Regions from separate parts of the Sus scrofa genome. Here regions 1 and 3 are each linked to region 2. The links are chromatin contacts, called in public Hi-C maps. All regions are on one chromosome and are shown on one strand. The core of a region is the stretch at or near the end of the contact, and the rest is flanking DNA. Distances in the headings are between cores, read along the strand shown. Region 1 overlaps ANTXR1 (anthrax toxin receptor 1). Region 2 holds the start of ANTXR1 (anthrax toxin receptor 1). Region 3 overlaps ANTXR1 (anthrax toxin receptor 1).

What was found. A called contact is a pair of places that touch in the nucleus more often than the background predicts.
Region 1: a contact with region 2 is called in a Hi-C map of omental adipose tissue, with 1.7 times the contacts expected there. The contact joins the enhancer-like site here to the promoter of ANTXR1 in region 2. A contact is called at or near these places in 8 of 47 Hi-C or Micro-C datasets (alveolar macrophages, embryonic fibroblasts, fetal heart ventricle and 5 more) and 2 of 2 datasets of contacts at active chromatin or transcription factors (alveolar macrophages and skeletal muscle).
Region 3: a contact with region 2 is called in a Hi-C map of retroperitoneal adipose tissue, with 2.0 times the contacts expected there. The contact joins the enhancer-like site here to the promoter of ANTXR1 in region 2. A contact is called at or near these places in 2 of 5 promoter capture datasets (liver and skeletal muscle), 18 of 47 Hi-C or Micro-C datasets (alveolar macrophages, brain, embryonic fibroblasts and 11 more) and 2 of 2 datasets of contacts at active chromatin or transcription factors (alveolar macrophages and skeletal muscle).

What each region holds. Positions count from the first base shown.
Region 1 is chr3:73,203,954-73,207,916 of Sscrofa11.1, forward strand. All of the region lies in intron 17 of ANTXR1 (anthrax toxin receptor 1), which reads right to left. Among named protein-coding and RNA genes, the nearest start is that of GFPT1, 180 kb to the left of the region's middle. Within about 2 kb of position 2,223, at least 15 of the 83 cell types and tissues checked have an H3K27ac peak or open chromatin away from gene starts, as enhancers often do. A contact at or near this core is called in omental adipose tissue and retroperitoneal adipose tissue, where this site is marked.
Region 2 is chr3:73,396,089-73,400,523 of Sscrofa11.1, forward strand. It overlaps ANTXR1 (anthrax toxin receptor 1), which reads right to left and starts at 2,291. Exons shown (of 18, transcript XM_003125066.6): 1 at 1,732-2,291. The coding sequence starts at 1,883.
Region 3 is chr3:73,226,869-73,231,377 of Sscrofa11.1, forward strand. The region is part of intron 14 of ANTXR1 (anthrax toxin receptor 1); the gene reads right to left. Among named protein-coding and RNA genes, the nearest start is that of ANTXR1, 170 kb to the right of the region's middle. Within about 2 kb of position 1,868, at least 30 of the 83 cell types and tissues checked have an H3K27ac peak or open chromatin away from gene starts, as enhancers often do. A contact at or near this core is called in alveolar macrophages, embryonic fibroblasts, fetal liver and 4 more, where this site is marked.

The sequences.
Region 1 (3,963 bases), core at 973-3,472, 190 kb before region 2:
ATGCTGTGGATCCCGCCTTCCTCTGTGATGTACCATCTTTCCTCGGCTTCCATGACCCAAGACGCTCCTGTCACACCTTCCCTCTCTCGGGGTGGTCCTTCTTAGTTTTCTTCTTGTCCTTCTTTTTCTTTCCTCACCCTGCCTCAAAGGATGTGAGCAAAGCTCAGCCCTTAGCCGATTTCCCTTCTCTCTCGCCACACTCCCCTGGGCTCTGCATCTATTCACATTGGTCTCAACCACCAGTCTGATGACTCTTACATCGTTGCCTCTGGCTCAGAGCTTTGAGCAGAGCAAACTGTGTCCTGCACAGATCGGGACCAGGGGGAGCCCAGTGGGGCAGTCAAGGCACACACTTTCAGGAGATACTTTCCCTCAGGTCCTGCAGGTGACCACGCTACATGTGTAAGGCCCTGGGAGTGAGCATCTCTGGAGTTTGTGCCTTAGCTGCTCCGTGGTCCACGCCCTGCTCCTGGCCATCTCTGCCTGGCTGTCCCACAGGTACCTCACACTCGGTAAGTCCTCATCTCCCTTCCCCTTCAAAGCTCTTTCTGTGCCCTCCTCCTGGTTAACGGAGACACAGCCAGCTTGGACCAAACCCTGGAGGTCCTCCAGACACCCCTCCCTCCCATCCTCCATCTCAGCCAGTTATCAAACCCCGTCATTCTGTTTCCTCAACATCTCCTCAATCTGGACTCTTTCCTCCTCCCTCCACCACCTCTGGCCAGGCTGCCATCAGCTCCATGCTGCAGCCAGCGTAACTTTTCTAAAACACTATCTGATCACAGCTCTGCTTAAAACACCTGGAAGGAGCCACAGGTGACCTCCAGATCCTTGCTCAAGCTTCCCTCTTGCTAGAATAGCCTCTCTCCACAGCTCCTCTCTGGTCTCAGCTTAAAGGCCGCTTCTAGAGCTTCTTTTGCCCCCGTGGCTGGTGAAATGCTCTCCTGGGTTGAGAAAAGCCTTGCACACAGGTGGTGTTTGGGGCCTTACCATTTGTCCCTGCTTCTCAAGGGCAGCATCACATCTTATTAATTGGTGAGCAGCCAGCATAACCTTAGTGCTCATCTCATAGAGAGTGTTCAACGGGTATCTATCAAATGCATGAAAAATTTAAGGAATCCCAAGTATGGACTTCAAGTCTGTTAGTCCTGAATTAAGCCCCAGATCTAACACCTAAATTTAGGTGCAAAGCTCCAGGCTTTGTGCTGGAGCTGGCACACAAGGTATGGGGATAGAACACGCCTTGAAGCTGGCTGTGTGTCCTTGGGAAAGTTAATAACCTCCTCTGAGGCTCAATTTCTGCTCCATAAGATGGAGAGCATAATTCTTCCCTGTAATTGTGGATGGATCTGTGCTTCTATAACCATCTGCAATTAATACAATGCTTGACCCACTCTTCTCTTTCAAATCATACACTGAACTCCAGGAAGCCAGAATTAAGTCCTATTCCAATTGGCACCCCTAGTGCCCAGCACTGGATTAGATGGATTCTTATTGGGAGCACAATAGATTAAAAAATTTTTTTTTTTGCCTTTTAGGGCCACATCTGTGGCACATGGAGGTTCCCAGGCTAGGGGTCAAATTGGAGCTGCAGCTGCCAGCCTATGCCACAGCCACTGCAACCTGGGATCCCAGCAACATCTGTGACCTACACCTACAGCTCACGGCAAAGACCAGATCCTTTAACCCCCTGAGCGGGGCCAGGGATTGAACCTCCATCCTCATGGATACTAGTTGGGTTCATAACCCACTGAGCCACGAGGGGAACTCCCTCACAACAGAAGTCCACTGGGACCATGTTTGAGGGGAGGCAGCCAAGGTAAAGAAGGAAGGAGGAGAAGGTGATGCAGGGAGCGTGAAGGAGGGGGAAACGGGGAAGAGAGAAACGGAGCGGGGATGCTTTCTCTGAGTCTGTTTATGTTACAGGAGGCTCATCTGCTTTCGAAGGACTGGGCTGAGGACACTCTCTTCCCCTCAGAGATAACCTGCCCGGGTGATTCTCGCTTCTGCGGCAGCAGGGAGGCACGGGGACCCATGTGACCGGCCCAGGTCCTTTATTGGAAACAGCTGTGCAGATGGCAGCCCCGGGGCTGGAACTCGGGCAGAAGATTGCACAATCCCTGGGGCTGTGCTTCGGATGAGTTTCTAACGTTGTTTATGTACATTTACGTGTGTGTGTGGGTTTCCTGGGTCTCTTCTGATGGCAAGGAGGCCCAGCCTTGCAAAACAAGCTCAGAATGTGCCTTGTATTTTGTTCTTGCTGATAGTAATGGAATGTACCAGCCTCCCAGCGCCAGATCTGGGAGAAACGAGGAGCTGAAAACAAAGGAGACATCCAACCCTAGTGACTCCTGCCAGGGCGCGTGCAGGGGGTGAGAGGTTAAAGCTGGGGAAAAAATGACTGCGGAGAGTTTCAATGGGTTGAGGTATTGATTGAATTCCATCCGGAAAAGACAGAAGAGGCAGAGTTATAGTTTTTCTCTTCCATCTGCTTTGTCCAAAAGCAGTAACAACAACACAGGTGGAATCAATGTTAGGTGCCTTCCAGATAGGAAAGGGACAGTTGAGAGCACATGAAGATTGGAATCACCCATTTTCCACATGCCTACGAGACAAAGGAGTTGAGGTCCTGAAGGAATAGAGGGAGTTGCCTTCAAATCGGTCCAAGAAGGACAGAGAAGAGGCCGTCTGGCATGAGAAACAGGAAATCAAACGAGATCACTGACTCTCAACCTTAGTTGCCCATTAGAATGACCTGGGGAGCTTTTAAAATCCCGATCATCCAGACTTCATCCCAGACAAATTAAGTAGAACCTTTGGGGTGGGACCTGGCATCAGGGCTTTAAAGCTCCCCCAGAGGATCACGATAGGCAACCAGGTTGAAAAAAAATCACTCGATGCCATGAACTCAGGTCTCTGAACTTCCCCGACATTTCTGTGTTTGAAATTAGTAATCTAGGAACAAAAGTGTCTGCTCCTGGCCAGATTTCTCTACAATTGGATGCGACTTAGTATTGTGACTTCAGCTAGAGTAGTTATTCCCCAGTTATGTCAATAAGGTGTTCTCTGGGGAAACACAGGGAAGTAGATGCTGGTGGTCAAATAAGCATTGAAATGCTGACTTCGAATCTCAAGCTGTCAGGGTTAGAGGGTTCTCGAAGGTCCATCTAGTTCCATTTATCTCATTGGTTCCAAAATTTGGTACCCAGACCAGCAGCATTGGCGTTTGTTAGAAATGCTAATTCCCAGGCCCTGCCCCAGACCTGTGCTATAACAAAACTTCCAGATGATCCTGTGCTCAAGATTGAGAATTGAGAACTGCTGATCTGCTACAGGAATCCTCTCCTCTAATTCTGGCCCAGTGGTTTAAATGAGGTTTTTTTTTTTTTTTTTTTTTTTTTTTTTTTTGGTTTTGCTTTTTAGAGCTGCACCCGCGGCACATGGAGGTTCCCAGGCTAGGGGTGGAATAGGAGCTACAGCTGCTGTCCTACGCCACAGCAACACAGGATCCAAGCCGCGTCTGCAACCTATACCACAGCTCACAGCAACTCACTGAGCAAGGACAGGGACTGAACCTTCGTCCTCACGGATGCTAGTCAGATTTGTTAATGGCTGAGCCATGACGAGAACTCCTTTAACTGGTTTTATCTATCTTTAGTAACATGTAACAAGCCCAGGAATCCTGCCCATTTTGTTGCTGAAACTTCCTTTGATCCTTTAAGATGAAATGGATTTCACTGTAACTTCTGCCTCTGCTCTAGCTCTGGCTTCTGGGCTGACCCAGAGTAAACCCAAGTCCTGTTCTGCCCTTCCAAGACTGCACTGCTCCAGGGCTTCTGCTTTAATAGCACATATGGCTGATAGCTCCTGGGCACTCTGCCCCAACTTACAATAAAATATCCAGGAAGTTACAGAAAAGGTGCCAGCTCACATTGCCACCAAAACGAAGTCTGAGGGCATAGA
Region 2 (4,435 bases), core at 1,041-3,540:
ATTCTATGGCTTTTCCCATCCTGTTTTTATCAATTTGTCTTACAATACATTTTAATACTTCGACATATAAGTACTTCTTCATTATTCTTTTCCCAAAATGTTTCAGCTCTTTCTTGCCTGCTCTTTTCTCTAAGATAAACCTTAGAATCATTTTGCTAAACCCCTCTCACCTCCAAGATAAACTCTTTCAGAACTCTGACTTTAAAGCTTAACTTATAAATTAATTTGGGAAGAGTTGCTATCTCTATAGTCTGGAATTATTCCATTCAGGAACATGGTGTTTCTGTCCATTTATTTAAGTCTTCCTCTATGTCCTTCTGAACTGGCTTTTCTTTCTTTCTTTTTTTTTTTTTAAAGCACCATAATGGACATCTCTGACTATTTTCAGACACAGTCTCTGACTCTGTGAGCCGTAGCCACTAGCAGAAAGAAGAGAAATTCCATTTCTTAGCATTGGAGGATATTTTCAGTATCCACCTTCTCATAAATCTGCAAGAAAGAGATCTCACTTTTCATCCAAAGAATCTGGAGTTCAAAACAGCCTTTATGGAAAAAAATCAAACTCCAGGGGCAACTGCAAAGCACATTTGGTGTCTAGCTGGCCAGCTTATTTTGCAGGACTCTTTTTCCAACTCCCAAATACTTTCCAGTCTGTGAAATTCATCTCCCCACCACTGTAGCAGCAAGCGCCTGTCCTGGCACTGGGGAGCTCACACACAGTTTTCCTGAGCTCCGAACTTCTCTGAGGGGCTTTTTATTGTTAACACTGGGTTTGAGTGTATAGTATGCAACCTCTGTGAATGACTGGCTTGGCAAATCTAAGGGGGCTTGGGAAAGTGTTTCATTGGTCAGAGTTCAGATCTCCCTTGAACACAGCCCTGAAGCCGAATCCATTTTCAGAAAGAAACCAGGGCTCCTGCTCCTCCCTGGTAGCCCACCAGTCAAATCGCCAGAACTTGAATTTGCCAACATCAGGGTTTCTCAAGCCCAGAGGGCGGAGGAATATAGCTGCAGGGGACTTTCGGCAACGTCTGGAGACACTTTTGGTTGTCACCACGGAGAGATCGGTGGGGGCAGCGGGGTGGGGGGTTCTGGCGGGGGGTATTACCAGCACCTAGCGGAGAGAGGCCAGGGATGCTGCCGAAAACCCTGCAACACAGGACGTGCCCACAACAAAGAATTTCCCAGCCTCTGAAGGGAGGAATGCTGCTGAAGGGAGAAATTCCCTTTATATTTTCACTAACCGAGCAGTCAGCCTGCATTATATTATTAGGAACAAAAGCAAAGCAATATGTAAGGCAAAGTTTTTCAAAAGGAGATGATTGGTTTTGAAAAGCCTCTTACTTTAGAAGTACCTTAAAGTTCTACCTCCCGTAAGCAAGCTTTTCTCACCAAGGTTTCTAAAGCAAACGGAAAGCGTTCAGAGAAACGCAATAGGTCTACAGCATACTCTCACTCCTATCCTCAAACTCAGGCGCCTCGGTCGCAAAAAGCAAAGCACAGAAGTTGTCCCGCATACAAGCCTGCCCTGCGGGCTCAGGCAGCGGGGGAGGATGGGGAAGCGCGCTCCAGCGGCGACAAAGGCGCAGCGCTGAGGCCACCGCCACCTCCCGCGGCCGCTCTCGGTCCCTGGAGATGCGCGCCTGTCCTAAAGCGACCCTGCCGAGGAGCCCAGCCCGGGGAGAAAGCATCATCGGCTTAGCCTAGATTGGAACAACTCGTGGCACTTACTTGTCCAAAATGAAGTACAGGTCAAATCCCCCGTAGCAGGCTGGACCCCCTTCTTCCCTGCGTCCCCCTTGCCCGGCGCAGATGAGCACAAAAGTGGCCAAAGAGAGACACTTGAAGCCAATGCCCAGAGCTTTCTGCTCCACGGTGGCCATGTCCTGCAGCCCAGGGAGAGGGTAGGGTCCTCTCCTTCCCACGCTCCTCTAAGTCGCCAGGACCCTCAGGGGCGCGCCATCCGAGGGGCCCTCCTCTCGGGCCCTTTATTCCCCCTCGCTCTCCCGAAACTCCCCGGAAGCAATTGTCTGGAGGAGTTCAAGGTTTTCCTTCTGGTTTCCGCTTCGATTCTGTTTCTAGGTTTCAGGTTTCAAGAATCCCAATACTGTACTCCGCTTTTTTAAAGGGGCTGCTCCTGACTCTGGCCGACGGGCCGCTCCGGAGGCAGCGCTGAGGTTTTGCAGTTGAAGCAGTTGCGTCCGGATGGTTCTTTGTCCCAGATTTTAAATATTATGGGGTGGGTTTTCAAATTGTTCTTGCTTGGGGGAGTGCTTTTCTCCCTCCTCTCTACCCCCTTTCTTATTTTGATGGCGGAAGGAAGTTCAAAGGGTGCCACCTTGTGGTCAAGGGCGGTGAAAGCACTCTTTGGTGTTCAAGGGAGCGTGGCTGTGCACGTTTTCATATTCTTCCTCTTTCTCAGGCATCTTCCCTTTCACTCTCCATGACCTCTTCCTCATGCCTAGTTCTTTCTCACTCACTAGCCTTTTTGTTCTTGCCCTTTCCTTATTTGTCCTATGTCCGCTGATAAGGTCACTGTAAACATTTGATGAGAACCTACTCCAAGCACTAGGGCTCTGACCCCAGGCTGGGACCTTTGCAAACAAGATGTTGGGCAAAGGAGTGGAGAAGAAGGGGCCTTTGTTATCTGAATCATCCAAGTGACCTTACTGTACACTTATCGCAGATCATAAAAGAGACTGCTGGGGTGTGGTCATGTGGCTGAAAACAGAAGGCTTTTGCCAACATGGAAGAATTAAGCATGCTACATGGCCTCAGACTCCAGATTTTAGGAATTCTGGGATAAGTTCTTTTCAGCCTGTGAACTTTAATAATTTTTTCACCCAATCTTTGATTTAGGGAAGAGGACGTAAACAGCTTACAAGAAGGTGAAGCTTCCAAGCAGTTTGAGCCTGGCCAGGAAGCCCTGTGCTAGCCTTCCTAAAGCGAAGGATCCTCCTTATAGTGGGCTGTGAGTTCCTCGCAGGAACTCAATTTTAGTTCCATGTGTCTTCCTCTATGGGAATCCTCAGTACACCCTCATGCTCTGTTTTCCAGGATTATTTCTCCAGACACTCATCTTCCCCCCACCACCCCACCTGAGAGTCTCTAAATTTTGGCGATCCATAATACATTGCACTAGCCTGTCTCAAGTTCCTATCTCCCAGTATTCACACCTCCCCTCCTACACAAAATGAGACTGATCTGTGTGTAATTAATGATACTGCAGAAATGATGATGTGTGGCTTCTGAGACTAGGTCTTAACAGACATTGTGCATGTATCTTTTTGAGTAAGTTTTCTCCAGATATATGCCCAGGAGTGGGATTTCAAGATCATATGGCAACTCTATATTTAGTTTTGTAAGGAACCTCCATACTGTTTTCCATAGTGGCTGTACCTATTGACATACCCACCAACAGTGTAGGAGGGTTCCCTTTTATCCACACCCTCTCCAGCATTTATTAGGTGTGGACTTCTTAATGATGGTCATTCTGGCCAGTGTGAGGTGGTACCTCATTGTAGTTTTGGTTTATGTTTCTTTAATAATTAGTGATGTTGAGCATACTTTCATGTGCTTGTTGGCCAGCTATATGCCTTTTTTGGAGAAATGTCTATTGAGGTCTTCTGCCCATTTTTTGATTGGGTTGTTTTTTTGTGATATTGAGATGTATGACCCAAGTATTCACAGCAGCACTGTTTACTATAGCCAAGACATGGAAGCAACCTAAGTGTCCATCAACAGATGAATGGATAAAGGAGATGTGGTATATATTACAATGGAATATTACTAAGCCACAAAAAATTATGAAATAATGCCATTTGCAGCAACATGGATGGACCTAGCAACTATCATACTAAATGAAGTTAAGTCAGACAGAGAAAAACAAATATCATGATATCACTTATATGTGGAATCTAAAATAAGATACTCATGAACTTTTTCATGGAAAAGAAACAGACTCACAGACATAGAAAACAAAATTATGGTTACCAAAGGGGAAAGTGGGGGGAAAGGACAAATGAGGAGTTTGGGATTAGCAGATACACACTACTGCATATTAAAGAGATAAACAACAAAGTCCTGCTGTAGAGTACAGGGAACTATATTCACTATATTGTAATAAAACATGATGGAATAGAATCTGAAAAAGAATATCTATCTATGTCACTTTGCTATACACTTGAAGCTAGTACAACATTGTAAATCAATTATACTTCTATAATAATACTTCAATTATTGCTCTCCTGAATCACTTTCTCTGGGGAGCCCAATGCCATGTCATGAGTTTGCCCTGTCATGGGTGCCCCTATGGAGAAGTCCATGTAGTGAGACACTGAGACCCCCTGCTGATGCCAGCATCAATTTGCCAGGCATGTGAGTGTCTTGGAGGTGGATCCTCTGGCCCCAGTCAAGCCTTCAGATGACTGCAGTC
Region 3 (4,509 bases), core at 618-3,117, 170 kb before region 2:
TCTGTTGGGTGGTGACCTAGTTTCCCTTTTGGATAGGGAACGGAAGCTGGAAAAGGGGGCTGCAGCGCAGAATGAGCTCAGACCAAGCCTGCTTCCCACAGCCTTACATTGGAGGCATTTGGGGAGGCAGAGCGGAGTCCCATGTGGGGCCACTACTGTGTGGAAAGGGGCGTCTCACAAAGGGGCAAGGTCCAAAGCAAGGGTCAGCAGAAGAGAGATCAGAGCCAGAGGTGACAAAACAAAACCATAACATACAGCATGTTAAGACTCCCAGGCTGAACTGCTGCGCTTGCAATGGGCAGTCTTCTTTCTTTCTTTCTTTTTATTTATGTGGCATATGGAGGTGCCTAGGCTAGGGGTCCAATCGGAGCTACAGCTGCCTGCCCACACCACAGCCACAGCAACTCGGGATCCGAGCCGCGTCTGTGACCTACACCACAGCTCACAGCAATGCCAGATGCTTAACCCCCTGAGAGAGGCCAGGGATTGAACAAATCCTAGTCTGATTTGTTTCCACTGCACCATGACGGGAACTTGGCAGGCTTCTTTTTAAACATTAAAAAAAATGAATATATCTGAAGGACAATGATCATAGCTGACCAGAGGACTTCCAATATTCTGGCAGCTGACTAGAACAGGTCAATTTCTCTGTGTTTCTTTTAAACTTATCTGTCCTTCTTAGATGTGGGACAGTGAGCCCTGAGGGCACAGTGGATTCTGTTGACTCTTGCATTCTAAGTCTTATGCAGAGCCTGGAACACATAGGTGCTCAATAATTGAATTTGTGATAACCACAGCTCAGTTTATATATCCTTTACCACGCATGTGCTGCTCCCTCTTCTGAGTGCTTGGCCTATATTAGCCCAGTCATCTCACAAGTAGCCAGTGTGGTAGGTGGTGCATTTACACCCATTTTAGAGATGGGGAATAGAGAGGTTAAATGACTTAGTGACCCAGGCTGGATGTGGAGAAGCTGGACTTGAGCCCAAGCAGCCAAACTCTTGTTTGATTGCTTCTCAGTGTTGACAAAGTTCTCGATTTTGTCCCTTTGCATTTTGCTTTTCTAATCCTTTGATACTTTCAAGTAAATGCTAGTTTTCAACATCTCACCCTTTGTAGCTGCAATTTTGAAGATGTCTGACTACAAAATATAGCAAAATAATAAATGAAAATTAAGCAAAAAAAATAAAAACCCAAGAAAGAAAACACTATAGTTCACAGTATTTTATCTTATAATTTCAGAAAGCTTCTGCTGTCAACCAGGGACTTAGATATTTTCCACACATGGTTAAACTTTACCAGCAGAGTGTGTTTGTGTGTCATATATGAAATATGGCTTCAAAAAGCCTGGGTATCCCTGGTCTAGGGCCGTTTTCAAAGGACTTCTCTGAAATTAAGTCACCCTAAACTGAACAGAGCAGCACCGAGAATGTAAGAAATTCCAAGAATAAAGCTACTCTATGCAATAGCAGACTGGAGTGGTCATATGAGCTTCCTAATTTCTTGAATGACAGGAGCACAAACGTTAGAAAGCATTCAACTGAGCCTCTGCGTTGCACAGAAGAGGACAGTCGGATCCAGAGAAATGAAGAGTTCAGCAGAGTGAGGCTCTGATCTGGCTTGCTGATGCCTTGTGCAGGATTTCCTCCCGTATTCGCACACGGATCTGCCCTCTCGCCTTTCTCTAGTTCATCATGCTGCCTGGGTACCCAGGCTGGGCTGGCCCTCTGCGCATGTGCAGAGGCCAGTAGCCCACACAGGAAATGCCGAGACCGCAGCAGTTCCACGCGCTCCTGATCCACCAAGCCTGCCTCTGATCCCCTGACCCGAGCTCGCCTGCCAAACTCAAACAACAACAGCAAAGGACAACACAAAGGCCCAGGGTTTGACCAAAGGGAGAGTCAGAATTTCCCTGCAGTTACCATGGCTCTGTTTACGCATTCTGAGAAGGGAGGGTTTTGCAATCTTCAGAATTCAAGGGAATCTTTGATGTTTTTTTTTTTTTTTTTCTTTCATTTGGCCAAAAACTGAGGGACTAAAGTCATCCCCAGCAATTCCATGAACAGAACTGGTGGCATCTGAGGTGAATCTCTAGATCTAATTAAACAGAAGGGCTTTAGGGGGAGTCCCCCTGGTCGTACTGTCCTTTCAGGACATAGCAGGGAGGGGAAAACCCACCAGGACAGAAATCCTCTATGATAAATGGAGGAGGAACTGGATAAGCTGAATTGCTCTGAGTCAACAGGACTCAGGGGTTTGTGGGCAGTCCAGTAGAAGATGAGCAAAAGCGTAGACCTGAACTCCAGGAAACTGCCAGGGCCTGAGGACATCACGAGAACATTCCAGGAGTGGAAAGACAAGAGGGTAAAGAAGGGGCTGTTTAATATTCTGTCGGAAGTTATTAATTGGCTGCACTGTGTTGTAACTCACTCGTACTTTTAAATCTTCAGTAAAACTTCCTACGCAGATGGCCTTGTGCCATCGGTGGCTTTGGGGAGTGGAGGAATTGGGTTAGATGGTGTCTAGCAAATGAAGGAAAGGAGATAACACAGAAGAAGCAAGAAGAGTCAGTGGTGCCTGGAGAAACCGCAGAGATTAGGGAGGGATGCTGGTTTCCTATTAGGGGAAGTCATGTTTAAATCTTAAAGGATGTGGTGGCCCCAGACATCCAGTCGGCTGATGTTTGGGTAACACAAGTGGCAGCCCATTACTCATATATATTCGTAGAGGCCCATTCTGACTGCTTGTCCTCAGGCAGACCTGGGCATGCTGTCAGTCAGAGCTCTGCTTAATGAAAAAATAGTTGCAAAAGATGAAGTCTGATACACACATTTGGTTAGCCTATAACTGGATTATGCTGTCCTCACACACTGAAACTCTCCCATCTTTCCAGTCATGCCAGGCTTTTGTGTAGCTCCAAGCTTCAACATTCACAGCTCCATATGCTTGGAACACGAGTCTCTCCTTTCTGCCCATCTTTTAAGAAATTGCTTGAATGTAACTTATTCTGTAAAGAGCCCCATCATTCCCCAGGAATTCTATGCTCCCTTCATGTGTTTGCCACGGTTCCTTGTATTGATCTTCATTCACTCAACAAATATTTAATTACTAGCTAGTAAGCAAATCAGTGAGCAGAGTGGGTGAGATCACCCCTCCCTACAGACTGCGATGTGAATAGTGCCCCCTGGAGTTGTGTGTATGGTGGCCCTCTGAGACTCAGTCCACAAGTTTTTTTTTTTTTTTTTCTTTTTAGGGGCGCACCTGCAGCATATGGAGGTTCCCAGGCTAGGGGTCTAATCAGAGCTGTAGCCACCAGCCTATGCCACAGCCACAGCAACCAGGGATCCGAGCCGCATCTGCAGCCTATACCACAGTTCACAGCAAGGCTGGATCCTTAACCCACTGAGCGAAGCCAGGGATCAAACCCACATCCTCACGGATCCTAGACGGGTTCATTAACTGCTGAGCCACAAAGGGAACTCCCTACAAGTTCTTTAACATTCTTGCTTCTCTGATATCCATTTGGCAGAAGAGCTAGATGGACAGTTTGACACAAATAGGCTCTCAACCTCCAATTCACTGTGGGTACCAGTGGGAGCTATCTATGGAAAGGAGACGGCAACTGAAACAGAATCGAGTCCAAGAAAATAGTTTTAAATCAGACTTTGAATTCATTGAAAACTTCACTAAACTGTGACATAATTTAACCCTTATGATGAGCCCTGTAGCCCCAAACAAGGGCCCTGTATTTGCCTGTTCCTTTCTTCACTCACTCAAGCAACTGTAGTTGAGCCCCCACTGCACAGTGTTACATTTTGAGAAAAATACAGAGAAGACAGCTGTCAACAAGCTTGTTTACATTTATAGGGGAGTAAGTTTTGTGAGAGTGATGACATGAAATAAAGGACTAAGGTCACAGAAACTCCCAGGCCTAAGAGGCTCTGAAGGGCAGATCTCAAATAGATCTGGCTGTGTTGTCTCATCTGAAGTCTTAGAGGTAACCTTCAATGTCAGTCTTGGAGATGAATTCCTAGAAGTGAATTGGTGAGTCAGAAAAATCCAGTGACATGTGCGTGTAAATACAAAAAAAATTCCAACTGACTTAACGGACATGTCGTGACACCGTCATATCTGTTCACACACACAATGATTAAGGCCCACACAATGACCGTCCTACGTTCTTCAATAAAGAATTATGTGCTTGTTTTTTTTTTTTTAAAAGCAATGTTCCTTTTAAACTACTGAATTCTGGGTCTGTTCTAGAACTTCTGATTGAAGTAAATGTGTATGCTCGCCCTCGAATTATGTGTTTGTGTGTGTGTGTATCAGTGTGTGTCAAATGTCCACGGGAAAAAAGATGCCTGGCAGTAGCTTGGCCCTTCACCCCTCCAGAATGGGAGGCTAGTCTGGCTGTCTGTGTAGACACATCTGTGAAAGGCACCAGGCCTGCTGCTATAAAGGAGTTCAATTTGTCTGGTCTAGACAAGTTATTTAATTTTTCTGTAGCTC